5 separate regions of the Mus musculus genome follow, and all the other regions are linked to region 5. A link is a contact called in public HiCAR-type and promoter capture Hi-C data. All regions are on one chromosome and are shown on one strand. Each heading gives the region's core, a stretch centred on a gene start, on an enhancer-like site or on the middle of the called end of the contact. The rest is flanking DNA. Distances are from core to core; before and after follow the strand shown.

Region 1 (2,718 bases), core at 206-2,705, 2.4 Mb before region 5:
CATCTACAATGGATCTATACTCTCAAAACTAGTGCTGACAATAACAACAATCATATTGTTTCAATTTCTGTTACTTAATCACACAGTAGCACAGTCAAGAAAAAAAATGTTGAAATACAATAAATATCTCTCTGTTGTTCTTATTGGATCCACATGAACTTAAGTTTAGATTCCACTTAATAAATGGAGAGAAAAGTTCTTTGAGAGAACACAGTACCAAACACAAGACCAAAAAAGAAAAAAGGGAGGGGGAGGCACCAGAATCCGTGAATGCTCAAAGGCAAAAGGCAAGAAATAATGAAGCATGCTGCGGGCCAATCAGCACGCAAGAAGAGTTCTACCCTGAAAAAAAAGGGGAACAAAGTTTAGAAACTTCCAAGCCCTTGCATTTAAATGTCTCCTGAAACTTTTGCCCACATACCAGTTCTTCTAAGAGTTCTGCTCCATCAGTCTCCACAGATGGCTTTAAATCCCCCCGGGCCTCAAAGCATTGTTCTAAAGAAACCCCCACAAAGCCCGGGAGCTGAGGACCCCGTGAGCAATTGACACCCACGACCCTGCGCTTTGCCTACAAGGCTTTTCTTGGCCTCTCCCAGGACCAAGCTGCCGATGCAGCGCAAGCTCAGAGAGGGCAAGGCTCCCAACTGTTGCATCGCAGGACGACTGCAAAAGAGAAAGTCAACCCACCCCGGGGGTGCTTCGGATCTCCACGGAGAAAAAAGGGAGGAAGAAAGAAAACAAACACCGGTCGAGTTTTTTTTTTCTTTTTTTAAATATTTATTTCAATTGTTTTTGCATCTGACCGGGGCTCTCCGGGACCCGCCGGCTCCGCGCCTGGGCGTCGCTGGAGTAGAGCCTGCACCTGTCACTTCGCTCGGGAGCAGGAGCCCCACCCGCCCGACACCTGTCAAGCCGCAGCCCAGACCCCTTCGGGATGCCCTCCCCGTCGCCCGCGAGCCCGGGACCGTGTCAGCGCGCCGCCGCCACCCCCGCAGAGATGGGGGACCAAGGGGACCCCGGAGACCCGGGGCGCCGCTCCTACCGCCAGCCCGGCCCCGCCGAGATGCGCCCGCCCGGCGTCCCCGCCGGGATGCACCCGGCGTCCCCGCTCCCTTCCCTTCCCTTCTCTCCGGCCCGCGGCGGCCGCGCTCCTCACCTGGCCAGGGGCAGCTCTTCGGGGCCGCTGTCCTGCGCGGGGTCGTCCTCCCGAGGCGGCGGCGGCGGCGGTGGCGGGGGCTCGGCGGCCGCGGCTCTGCGCGGGGCTTTGGGCGGCATGACGCGCAGCGCGGGCCGGCGCGAGCAGCCGAGGGAGGCGCGCGGGGAGGCGGGCGGGCGCGCGCGCACGCCGGGCACGCCCCGTCCTCACCCGACTCCCGTTACAAAAATAATGGGAACGTCCCCCGAGGAAAACCGGACGCGCCCGGCAACCGAGCGCCCGGGCCAACCGCGGGAAAACGTCACTTCCGCCCGCGGCGTCACGTCCGCGAGGCTCGCGGGCCGCGGGCGTCAGTGGGGAACCGGGGCGGCGGTGGCGGCGGCGGCGGGCAAGGGCGAGGGCGAGGGCGAGGGCGCGGGCGGGAAGCCGCGGGGAAGCCGCGCCTGCCCGGGCCTGTCTCCGCCCGCGTCGTCCCCGTGGGCGGCGCCAGCCGAGGCGGGGCCGGCCCGCTGCGAGGAGCCGCGGCCTCTGGGAGAACGCTGGACAGGGCGCGCCCCTCGCCCGGCCCGCGCGGCCGGCAAAACAAAAACAAACGTGCCGGGCCAGTGGGAGGTGGGCTCGGCCCGGGTGGGCGGTCCAGGGTGGGGCCATTGGTGGCCTTCTGGAGACAAGGGAAGATGGGCGATGCACGCACAGACTATAGTCTTTTGATGGGGAAACAGGAGGCGCGGTCCGAGCGGGACAGATCTTAGCGGGAAAGTAGCTTTTGAAAACCAGTTTGCCAGGCGGACCCGACTTTGAAAAATCGCTTACAAACGCGTTTGAGACGAAAGCAGAAAACCAGTTGGCCGTGTTCATGCGCACGATCCGGCCTCCTTTCATAATGGTTTCTCCGAGACAGCCGGTCAAACTGGGAAGGTCGGCATTCCACTTTTGCGGGTTGGAAGTGGGGAGTTCGGGGAGCCAATTTGCCCGCGTCACATAGCAGGTCCCTGGCAGAGGACTCGAACCCAAGTAATATTTGTCTGACCATGTCGCCGACGCACAGACACCGGAAAAGAGCATACTTTATACTAGAACTACCTACCGCCACCAAAAGCTGGCTCAGCAATGGTAGCTTTTCTAGTTACGTTTTACCTGTCAGTCAACATAATTTTCTCCCTTTGTCAGTCCTTATTCATACAACTCACTAATTGAAGTGCTGTGAATAAAATACAGTTGTTGTTCTGGTGTAAACTATCTTGGAACAGCTGAGCAAGGACTGAGGAATCGAGAACTTAATTGGGTAGGTTGCAAGCCTGGGCTTATTTTCTGCCTTGATGTCAGATGAGTGAAGGATACATGGGCCTCCTTCAATTTTCAGACTTGCCTAACTTCAGAAGCCTTCTAGAGACCAAATGTTTGTCAGGAGGTAGAGCCCCAGGCCCTGATGCAGCCACGGAGAATGAATGGAATTAAAATAGCACTTGAGTTCACTTTGTCCCAGATTTAGGCAAGAGCTCAGGCTACATACAGTCTAGGTTTGGTGAAGATAAAAGATAGACTGTGGGAGCCTGATCAAA
Region 2 (2,700 bases), core at 57-2,556, 2.2 Mb before region 5:
TCGACTTTTGTTTCTTAATTCTGCAGGCTTCACTTTCCTGTCTCTTCTTTGATGGCTGAACACGTTTCATTTGGCTTGCTTACAGGAACACAGGCTACGCCACTGAATGAATGCACTCCAATGCCAACCATTAACTTTCAACCAATCCTCAAGGAGGGGGGAGGCCTCATGAGACCATTACCCCCTCCATGAAAGGATGCTGCTGATGGGTTTCACGGCTAGTGGGGTATCTCCCCCCCCCCTGTGAGTTGTAGAGTAGTCTGGAGTTCTTTAACTTCTCATTGTAGCTTCCATTGGGATGGGATTGCAGGCATAAACTATCAGGCATGCCTTGGGGTGGGTATATTTTAAAGTTAGCATACAACTCATAGGCTTTCTTACAACTCATAGGCTTTCTTACACCATTTTTATAGTAGTTTTGGTTGATCCCTTCCTTCTTTCCCTCACCGCCCTGTTCCTTCTTACATGAGTCTTATTAGTTACTGTGCCTTCACACAAACATATTATTGTGTCTTCTCATGGGGCCCTCTATAGTTTCTGGCCTCTAATCCTTGCTCACACATAAATACATACATATAAAAATTTAAAGATAGCATATTTAAATTTGAGAGAACATGTAATAGGTCTTTCTGGGTCCTGGGTTACCCCATCTTTTTCAGTTCAAATGTGATAGTATTTTCTTTTCTTTTCTTTTAATATGTATGCATTGTTGGATATATGTATGTGCACGTGTGTGCTGGTGCCCAGGGAGGCCAGAAGAGAGTTTCAGAGCCCATACGCAGTGGTGAGCTGTCTGACATGAGGCTGGGAATTCAGCTGAGTGCCACAGCCGTACCAGCTCCAAACTACTAAGCCATCTCTCTAGCTCTCTCAAACACTTTGTTAGGAGTGTTTTCAGTATGGGCGGCTTCAGTAACTAGTGAGTAACAGTCTTTTGAGTATCAGTGGCACTGTCTTTATTATTTTGTGTTATGTTTTATTTTAGTATCTATTGTATCCTAAAGGCTCAACGCATACATTCGCTTTCCCTAAGTAACCCCATTTCACTTGTGAGGCCACTAGGGCTCAGAGAAGGTAAGAAGACTGAAGTAGCAGCGTCACAGTTCTCTAGGAAGCGTTCTGATGGCCCCTTGTCCACATGTCACTGAGGTCAAAGTTCTGAAGGCCAAAGTTTGCTTTGTGCCTGCCAAACCCGGCTCCTCCGGCAGCGACGGGGTTAACGCGAGGCCCCGCCCCCGAGGATTGTCCTTGTCTCGGGCCGGGAGCGCCCCGAGAGCAACTGCGTCTCTGCGCCTGCGCGGTGCCCAGGGGACGGGTCGGACTCAGAAATGGCGGCGTCCATGTTCTACGGCCGGCAGTTGGCCGCGGCCGCCCTGAGGAGCCACCGGCCGCAGACTACGCTGCGAGCCGCCGCCCAGGTAAGCTCGCCCTGTTCGCTTTGGCCGCGGGGGTCGGCGGGCAAGGCTCAGGGGCGCGGCCCAGCTCCGGGGCTCTCAGCGGCGCTGGCACGGCCGGGATGCCCTGCTCTGCACAGAGGCTGCGGGCCAGGGCTGCGAGCTGGCGCTCGGGGCAGCTGGGCTCGGCTCCGTCCCCCGGCCGCTGGAGGCCCGGCAGGGCGGCCTGGCAGTCGGCCTCACCTGCGGGAGCCTGCCGGAGCGATCCCAGAGGGGACGGGGGCTGTCCTTGCCCGGGGCCAACGCTTCCGGACCCCCTTTGGGTAAGGGGATGCCCTTCAAGTGTACTTTGAGGTCCAGCAAACTGTCGTAGGTGGGAAGGACTTAGGAACACCAGCAGAGCTGATCTATCAGTCAGTCCTGGTAGTGAGTACTGATAACGAGTTCTTCAGTTTCCCAGCTGATTAGATGGGAGAGTAAGGATTAGATGGGAGAGTAAATCTTTTAGAGGATTTCACTTCTGGACAGACTCTAGTACCTATTTTGCTGCTTTGTTTCTCGACATTTAGGGAGTGTCAGATGTTGTCCTAAGGTCATTAGGCTTGTCAACAGCACAGGGGTTGTCATTAAGGCCAGTAACCATTGATGACGATCTGATGATGGCTCAGAGAAGTACTTTGGCCTAGGAGACATAGCAGTCTGAGACAGAACTGAGGTTTAGTTCCACAAGGGTCCATTTCTGAAGCTGTGTGCTTGTTGTGTCTGTTCTACAGCATTCAAACACAAAAAGTGGGTACTGGGAATGCAGTTTATTTGGTAGAGGGCCTGCCTGGCATGTAGGAAGTCCTGGGTTCTATCCCCAGCATCCTTGTAACCTTAGCACTTAAGGTGGAGGCAAGAGAATGAGATATTCAAGGTCATCTTTTACATACATAGTTCAAGGCCAGCCAAGGCTTGTCACTAAATAACAAAGACAAACCAATTAAACAACAACAAGCCCCAAACAAATTGGCCCTCAGTGTTAGTACCTTAAAACTTCAAGAGCGGGATTAGCTTTCTAAGATAGAGTTTTGGTTATGTTTTGAAGTAACTAGACACATCATAGGTGGATAGATTTAGCCCCCTCCCTTCCTTAAATAATGCTGCCAAGTTTTAAGAGGATAAGGATTTAGTGAACAAATAGGATTTTATTCTAATAGTTTTTAATCTATTTGAAAATTCCTTTAAGAGAGATGCCTTTGCATCTATGGGATGCTTGATAAATTGTCTTTATTTCAGCTCTTTCTCTTTTACCATAGCATTAAGA
Region 3 (2,700 bases), core at 129-2,628, 2.2 Mb before region 5:
ACAGAGGGAATTCCAGGACATCCAAGACTGTACAGAGAAACCCTATTTCTAAAAACAAAAACAAAACCCAACAAAAACCACTCCCCAAAACCCAAAACAAAACCAACCAACCAAACAAACAAACAACAATAAAAAACAACCCAACAACAACAAAACCCAGGCTTCTGAGTCAACTGTACCCAGGAAAAAAAGAAACATTAATTAATGTTCCTTTCGGGTTGTGTTTTGAAAGTGCATTAAATGCCTTCCTTATGCTTCAAAATTCCAGTTTAAGCCTAAAAATTGAGGCAATTAGGCAACAGAGAAAGAGATGATTAGCATTAAGGGGCATGCAACACTTGTACTTCCAGGCCACATAGGAAAGTACAGGTTACCATCAAGAGGAAGGAAGTTGTCAGCCTGGTAATGTTTCCCTGTCATGGAGAGCCAGTGAGAGGCTCCTCCATCCAGTGAATCCATCACGCCATAATCCCAACACTCAGAAAACTGAGGCAGGCAGATCTCGGTCTCTTATAACTAAATAAGCCTATTAGATAATAGTGACCCAGATAATTACATAATAGGAAGTCTCAGATTTCCTTTGAAATTGTCTACAGAATCAAGTATGGTGCTTGTTAGATAAGGCGTAGGAAGGCTTGAAGCTTTACCTTCCAAGTGTTTTATAACACTACATTATTTTATATTACTATACAAGACTAAAGGAAATCACACCGAATCTGGATGTCTTAGATACTTTTATTGTATTTTAAGGCACACTCTCGGATTAGAACACATTTTTGAGCAGAGCCAGGGTTTCTTCACGATTGCACAGAAACTGACTTAGCTACCCTTCCCCCTTTGTGGGACTGACACATCCACATCGCAGAAGCGGCGGGGCCAGCCTCACAAAACTCTGATATATTTAAATCTCATGGGGCAAAAGGAAAAGTCCCAGTTAACATCCACTTTCTCTGTAAACACTAAGAAATACAAACGACTTCCACTTGCAGCCAGGAGAGGGCAGAGCGAGGACTAACGGGGCCCGGGTACTGGCACAGCACCCCCTCCTGGCTGGATCCCGGAGGACACCGGGGCCGTAGAGAGCTCGCGGAACTCAACTGCGCACTGAAGCGCGTCACACGGACCGAGAATGGCGTGCGGACTAGTGATATTCCCGAAGCTTCCGCTTCCCGGAGGTCGTCCTGCTCACCCGAATTCCAAATGGCCCCCAGGAAGCTGGAAACTGCCGGCTCCAAACGATCCTTTCCTTTTCCCCAGAAGGACGCAGCGAGGATGCTCGCAGCTCAGCACCACCACGCCGACCCCAACTCCTGGCCGCCGCCTCGGCTCTGCGTTAGCGGCCATAGCATTTGGCTGACCCCGGAAGTGACGTTGAAGCTGTACGGGAACCGGCAGGAGCCTCGCTGATTGCTCGCTGAGTGTTGTGTCTCACGAATCACCTGTCGCCTGGTGCATAGATCATGCAGAAACAACCATATAAATAACTAACATAAGAGTACTGAAAGATGATTTGGGGAAGTAAATGAGACTAATTAAGTTTCTTTAGGATAAATTCATATTTTAGAGAAAAACAAATTATAGTAGATAAAAATATACATCAACTAAAACTGAAATATGAAAAGAAAAACTTGGGGAAATCAGCTGTAACAAGATTGACATCTTAAATCTTTGGACGGGTGGGTTTACTTTAAAAGTATTACTTTATTTCTACTAATGTGTGCATAATTTTAGAAACCCAATAGTACAAAACTGCCCAAGGACAGACACTATCCCTTTTAGCCCTGCTTCCAGAGACAGCTTTAACTCTTTGAAATGTTAGTTTTTATATTTCCACACATATATCTGAGTGTATACTTAATTTGTATCCTAAGTAATTGTCTTAGTGAGGGTTTCCGTTGCTGTGAAGAGACATTATGACCAAGGCAACTCTTATAAAGGACAACATTTAATTGGTGCTTGCTTGTAGGTCCAGAGGTTCAGTCCATTATAATCAATGCAGGAAGCATGGCAGCATCCAGGCAGTCGTGGCACTGGAGGAGGTAAGAGTTGTATATCTTGTTCTAAATTCAAACAGGAAAAGATTCAAACAGCAACTGGGAGAAGTATCTCAAAGCCCATCTCCCACAGCGACACACTTCCTCCAAAAAGGCCACAACCACTCCAACAAGGACACACCTCCCTGGGCCAAGCATATTTAAACTACCATAGTAATCCATTAGAAAGTTTCAGTATCCATTAGGTATGCTTAGCAAAGTCCTAAGTTTTGCCAATCAACGAATGTGCAAATGAATAGACAGTTTAAAACGAGAAACAAAAATAATAACTATTTTTAAAAGTGTTGACTATCTCCATTGAGGAATTGAGATGCCATCTGTACTGGCTGGTTTTGGGTGTCAACTTGACACAGGCTGGAGTTATCACAGAGAAAGGAGCTTCAGTTGGGGAAGTGACTCCATGAGATCCAGCTGTGGGGCATTTTCTCAGTTGGTGATCAAGGCATGAGGGCCCACCATGGGTGGTGTCATCTCTGGGCTGGTAGTCTTGGGTTCTATAAGAAAGCAACTTGAGCAAGCCAGTAAGAAAGATCCCTCCATGGCCTCTGCATCAGCTCCTGCTTCCTGACCTGCTTGAGTTCCTGTCCTGACTTCCTGTAGTGATGAACAGCAATTTGGAAGTGTAAGCTGAATAAACCCTTTCCTC
Region 4 (2,700 bases), core at 164-2,663, 2.1 Mb after region 5:
ATCGATCCCTCAGGGACAATCTGAAAACGCTGTGAAGCCCTTTTGAGCTTCCACAGTAGTTTGCCTAAGAGGAAGAGTACTTTGTGGATGGTCGACTCCCGATTTCAAAAGTCCTATCATGTGCAAGGCTGGCCAACCAGGAATAAAAAACCATCCCTAACTCTCCAAGTGTTACAAGATGCCAGTGACATTAAATGGTGAATAACCAGTTTCTGGCCATCTTTGTTTTGTTAAGAACTTTCAACCATTTATACTTCTACTCTGTTTTAGTACAGGCTTAATTTTCCATAAGTGAACTTACCCTACAAAGTGAGGAGACATTTCTAACAATTTACCTCAGAGTGTTTGCTTTTTTGGGAAAAAAAAAATTTTTTTAAATAACAACAGGATGCCAATATCTGATAGGCCAGGAAGTAAGAAGGCTGAAGCAGGAGAATCGTAAGCTCCAGGCCAGCGTAGGAAATACAGTGAGTCCTTTTAAAAAATAAAATCCTGCCGGCTTGGCATTTGTAGCTGTCCCATGTACAACTGCTGCAATGCGAGGGCAATATGATCACTTCATTGCAGCCTGTAATATAATAAATAACGTGAAGGCATTTACAAATTCAAACAGCTACTTATTACTAAGAAGATATTTACTTCACCGTTACGTTTCAATTTGACTATTATATTGATTTTTAGAAACTTTAATTTCATGTCAGGATATCACAAGAAAGTTGGTTTTTTTTTTTGTTTTGTTTTGTTTTTGTTTTTGTTTCTGTTATAGAAAGGACAGTGGCGTGAACTGGTGAAGACTCCCACAATTTAGCATTCCTGAGGCTGGCTGTTAAAGAGACCTCCTAAGTTATGTCCTGAATTCTAGACTCTCCTACAGATGTGAACGAGCGGGGTGACTCGGTCAGTGGAGGTGATGGCTGACTTGAGTTCGATCTTCAGGAACCACAAGGTGGAAGGAAAGAAGCCGCCTCAATAAATCGCAAGCATTTTCTGCCCGGATCTAGGCTGAGTTGCTCCAGACTTGGGGGTGCTAGAGGTCCCAACTGTTCTCACGCAGCTTCGCGCCCTGGTTCTTAACTACTTTTCCCCAAGGGAGGCTCCTGGCTCCACCGGGCCCCCTCTGCCCAGGGGGAACCCATGGGTCTCTTCACTGGATAACCGTGGGCCTGTTCTGTGGTCCGTGACACTTTGAGGAGACAGCCAGGTACCACGCCGGGCACAGGCAGCCGGGCAAGGGGGTGGGAGTGGGAGGTCTTGGGGTTTAGGGGTGCAGGTCAGTGGCGGCCGGCAGACTCACCGCTGTGTGGTCGATGTCGGCGTCCGACCTTTGGGCAGAAGGAGGCAGGTATTCGGCGTAGCGCAGCCCCTCTCTGGAGGTCACGCCGCCACCGGTAGCCATGGCACTGCAGGACTCCGAGGACGCACTGAGTTGTCTACGGGGCGTCCGCGGGGACAAATTAGTGCGGACCGGTTAAGTTCGCGCTCTGAGTAGGTGTTCAGTTTTATTAGTGGAGACCTGGCTGCAGAGAATCTGGTTCTCATTCCATCTCCGATAAACTGACCCTGTCAAAGCCCGGGGTCAGACCCTTACAGAGCCTTGTTTGTTTGTTTGTGCCACCCTCCACTATAACAACCAAGCCTGAAGAGGCGGGGCCTTCTTAGGTCTACCTTGAGTTTCCTCTAAAACCAGGCAGGGAGAGATTCCAAAGTACCGCGATGGTGCCTGGGAATAGAAACAAGGCCAGGGAGGGCTTCCTTGCTTGACCTTCCCAACTAGAAATGAATGTGATTTCACATGTTAGTGAAATCACTGGGAAGATACTGATGATCCACTAACTTGCGCTCACAGCAAATGATTTTGACTAATTTGAATACATAAAGACTTAACTTCATTATTAATGTTTAGGTCAAGCTTTCTCGAACAGATATTAGGCAATAACTGAAGCTAATACGCTTTCTAACCCCTGTACCAAGTTGGCTGCTGTTTTACCCTTTATACACTTTGCAATCCAGCCTACAAGAAGGTTTTTTTTTGTTTTGGGGTTTGGTTTTTTTGTTTTGTTTTGTTTTTTTACATTAAAAGTTGTAAGAACCTAGCTGGGCGTGATGGCGCACGCCTTTAATCCCAGCACCCAGGAGGCAGAGGCAGGCAGATTTCTGAGTTCGAGGCCAGCCTGGTCTACAAAGTGAGTTCCAGGACAGCCAGAGCTATACAGAGAAACCCTATCTTGAAAAACAAAACAAAACAAACCATACAAACAAACAAACAAAAAACCAGTTGTAAGAACCTATTAATTTATCCATATATTATTATTCTCATGCTTAGGGCCTGAAGGAATTTAGAATCAGGAAGGAAAGATTACATTAAACACCATGCTAGTACCATATACTAAAAGCACGAGCAAGCATGCTAGATTAGCTACAAATGAAAGCAAAATCAGTGTCAGAGTTCACAGAGAGAAACGAGAACAGCCACAAAGGCTTCCTTGGAGGCTCAGCCACTGATGTGGTCAGTAGGGAGCATGGGGTTTGTTTTAGTTAGAAGAAGAAAGGGGTCACAAATTCCACATGGAAATAAACACCAAGAATTGAGCCGGTGATATGTAATAATGTGTTAAAAATACTTCAGAACTCTTCAGAAACACGGCTTTATTACATAAATTACTTTATTAAGCCAATCCACAATTATTCGTGATCAAACCA
Region 5 (2,701 bases), core at 104-2,603:
GGGCACAAAAATTATAAACAGACTGGGAACACACATAAGCCTGTTTCTGTAAATCTCTAGTATGGCACTTACCCAGCAATGGCAAAATCCTCAGTCTAGTCCCCAGCAAAACACACACACACACACACACACACACACACACCCCACACCACACCACACCCACTTATAATCCAGAACATAAAACATAGCCAGATCAAAGAACTTTCCACTTGCTCCCTCGTTTACTTAGGTCTATTTCCTGTATGGCATCCTGGAGGTGGGCAGAGAAACACACCTAAGAACACGTATTTTTACGGCACAGCACACAAAGGTGCAGAGAACGCGTCTAGTCACACCTCTAAAGTGTGAGGGCAGAGGTGAAGAAGCCAAATTCAATCTGCATTTGGACAGGATTACGAATCGTACAGAAATGGTTTCCAACATCAAAACTAACCACCACTGATAATAAAATAACCCAAAATTCGGCCTCGAAACTAGAAGAGCGTGTGAAACACATAAACAATCCAAAAAATAAAAGTACTCTGACCAGTATAACTGCACTGAATCACACCAACAGTAACATGCATACTGTCCCACTGGTAACTGGGAAAACGTTGACGCTAAAACCCAAAGCGCTACTTAATAACCGAGTCAACTTGTAAAAATAACTTTTTAATTTATTGCTTTGCTGTAGGTTTAATAAATCTTATCTTCCATAACCCAAAACCAGGAGTTCACAGCTTGGGGTGTGATAAATGAAATTGTTTCTCGGGGCCAGTTCTGATCCCCTCTAAGTGTCCCTGTTCCCCCGGGAAAGAAGCAAGCCTGATGCCTCCAGGATGCAGTTAACACAGACTAGCTGGACAGGCTCCTGGGAGGCAGGGCTACTCTGACACGGGGACACCAGGAGCAAGAAGCCCGGAGCAAGGCTCGGGCCAACCGTCCCACGCCGCTGGGGGAGGGCTACGCCCTCGCGTGGACGGCCACGCACCCTGGCAGGGCCACCCTGGGTCGCGGGCAGAGTGAGGCTGCTGACAGCAGGGCACACACGGGCCCCTCCCGCCGAACCCGCCACGGTGGCTCAGAGGACCGGCCAGATCCCCGCACGGGGCAGGAGGCCGGGCGCAGCCCACGCCCTCGCCTCACCTCGGCGGGCACCGGCAGGTTCTCCACGGCCGCCTTGAGCTCCAGCACCGAGTCCGTCTGCCTGTCTGTCAGCGGCGCCATCGAGTCGGGTCTCCCATCCCAGAGAGACAGCTTCTCGCGGGCGTCCCGCTCGGCCGCCGCCTCGGGCGGCAGCAGCAGCGCCGCCTCCGCCATCTCCGCAGCCCTGGGCCCCTCCGCGGCGCAGAACCGGAGCCCGACAGGCAGAGCCGGGAACTTCCGGGAGGACCGGGACTTCCAGCGCCGCAGCCGCGGCGGGGCGGGCCCGAGCGCCCTGACCCCGGAAACGCTTCCCCGGCGTGGGGGCGGGACCGAGGCCAAAACAGACGTGGCTTTCGACGGAGGCCAAACAGTTCCGGTTGAGGTGTACCTCAAGCCAGAGGGTAGGAGACAAGAATGGGCGGAAATAAGCTTGCCCCTACCGGAAGCTTCTTCAACATCAATAACTTTATGATAATGTGTTCTTCAGATTTGTTTTTGGTTTTCTTTTTAACAAGTTGTAAGTCATCCAACGGATTAGGAGAATTAATGAACTCCAAAGATCTTCTCTCCTGTCAGATGGGTTATGGATGCTTTCCATGTTGACATAGCAACCAAGAGCACCAAGTTTTCAAACTTACAACTTCCCTGTTAGAAAACTAGTTTGTGGAAACACAAATTCAAAGACAAACATATCAGGCCTCATTAATAATATCAAAAAACTGGGGGGGGGGGGGACCTAAATGTCCAACATTGAAGAACTGGATCAATAACTGTCTATCCAAACATGAAACTGCAAAAATTATTCTGCCATTTAAATCATGATACACATTTGAACACCTAAACAAATTATATTAGATCAAACCTAAATAATTGAATAAATATACTTTGTAAGTATATAAATTGAGTATATACGAATATAAAAAAAAATTGGGCAAAAAGGTGAAAAAGAGACAACCTTCTTCCTTACCAAGAATTAAAAAGGAAAAATGTAGAAAAATGAAGAAAATCACAAAACACTGAACAACATTCTTCAAAAAGGTCAGGGTAGAGAGATGGCTCGGGGCTAAGGGAACTTGCTGATCTTTCAGAAGACTCCAGTTCAGTTCCCAGCCCCCACAATATGCAGCACATTACCACCTGAAACTTCAGTTCCAGGAGATCCAACCTCCTCTTCTGGCCTCTCTGGGTACTAACATACATGTGGCACATGCAAACACACACATAAATAAATTTTTAAAATAAAAAGCCAATGTTTTTTTTTAAGATTTATTTATTTTATGTATGTGAGTATACTGTAGCTGTCTTGAGGTACACTAGAAGAAGGCATCAGATCCCATTACAGATGGTTATGACCCACTGTGTGGTTGCTGGGAATGAACTCAGGACCTCTGCAAGAGCAGTCAGTGCTCTTAACCTCTGAGCCATCTCTCCAGCCCCCAAAAGCCAATGTTTAAAAGAGTATCAAACTACTAAAGAGCAAGGAGTGACCAAGGAGCTCTTACATAGTGGAGACTACTGAATAATGACTTCTCATTGCAATGTGGTATCTTGGACTGATTCCTGGAACAGAAGAAAG

Evidence for each region. Promoter capture Hi-C pulls out the DNA fragments that hold promoters and counts their contacts. HiCAR-type assays count read pairs that join an accessible place to other places. Capture Hi-C pulls out chosen DNA fragments and counts their contacts.
Region 1: a promoter capture Hi-C map of pre-B cells shows a contact between it and region 5, with 4 times the contacts expected there. The contact joins the promoter of Rb1 here to the promoter of Cog3 in region 5. A contact is called at or near these places in 2 of 39 promoter capture datasets (pre-B cells and second pharyngeal arch cranial neural crest) and 1 of 484 Hi-C or Micro-C datasets (B cells).
Region 2: a HiCAR-type map of astrocytes shows a contact between it and region 5, with 6 times the contacts expected there. The contact joins the promoter of Sucla2 here to the promoter of Cog3 in region 5. A contact is called at or near these places in 3 of 39 promoter capture datasets (hippocampal neurons, liver and pre-B cells), 1 of 484 Hi-C or Micro-C datasets (B cells), 2 of 115 datasets of contacts at active chromatin or transcription factors (astrocytes and embryonic forebrain) and 1 of 9 other capture datasets (liver).
Region 3: a contact with region 5 is called in a promoter capture Hi-C map of liver, with 3 times the contacts expected there. The contact joins the promoter of Nudt15 here to the promoter of Cog3 in region 5. A contact is called at or near these places in 3 of 39 promoter capture datasets (the C10 cell line, hippocampal neurons and pre-B cells), 1 of 115 datasets of contacts at active chromatin or transcription factors (astrocytes) and 2 of 9 other capture datasets (adipose tissue and liver).
Region 4: a promoter capture Hi-C map of liver shows a contact between it and region 5, with 4 times the contacts expected there. The contact joins the promoter of Dnajc15 here to the promoter of Cog3 in region 5. A contact is called at or near these places in 2 of 39 promoter capture datasets (liver and pre-B cells).

What each region holds. Positions count from the first base shown.
Region 1 is chr14:73,324,367-73,327,084 of GRCm38.p6, forward strand. It overlaps Rb1 (RB transcriptional corepressor 1), which reads right to left and starts at 1,456. Exons shown (of 27, transcript NM_009029.3): 1 at 1,157-1,456. The coding sequence starts at 1,275.
Region 2 is chr14:73,551,480-73,554,179 of GRCm38.p6, forward strand. It overlaps Sucla2 (succinate-Coenzyme A ligase, ADP-forming, beta subunit), which reads left to right and starts at 1,307. Exons shown (of 11, transcript NM_011506.4): 1 at 1,307-1,418. The coding sequence starts at 1,329.
Region 3 is chr14:73,523,871-73,526,570 of GRCm38.p6, forward strand. Nudt15 (nudix (nucleoside diphosphate linked moiety X)-type motif 15) reads right to left here and starts at 1,379. Exons shown (of 3, transcript NM_001360484.1): 1 at 1,190-1,379. The coding sequence starts at 1,344. Gm41209 (a long non-coding RNA gene) reads left to right here and starts at 1,432. Exons shown (of 3, transcript XR_874819.2): 1 at 1,432-1,676; 2 at 1,967-2,039.
Region 4 is chr14:77,873,504-77,876,203 of GRCm38.p6, forward strand. Dnajc15 (DnaJ heat shock protein family (Hsp40) member C15) reads right to left here and starts at 1,414. Exons shown (of 6, transcript NM_025384.3): 1 at 1,295-1,414. The coding sequence starts at 1,396.
Region 5 is chr14:75,753,140-75,755,840 of GRCm38.p6, forward strand. Cog3 (component of oligomeric golgi complex 3) reads right to left here and starts at 1,354. Exons shown (of 23, transcript NM_177381.3): 1 at 1,126-1,354. The coding sequence starts at 1,299.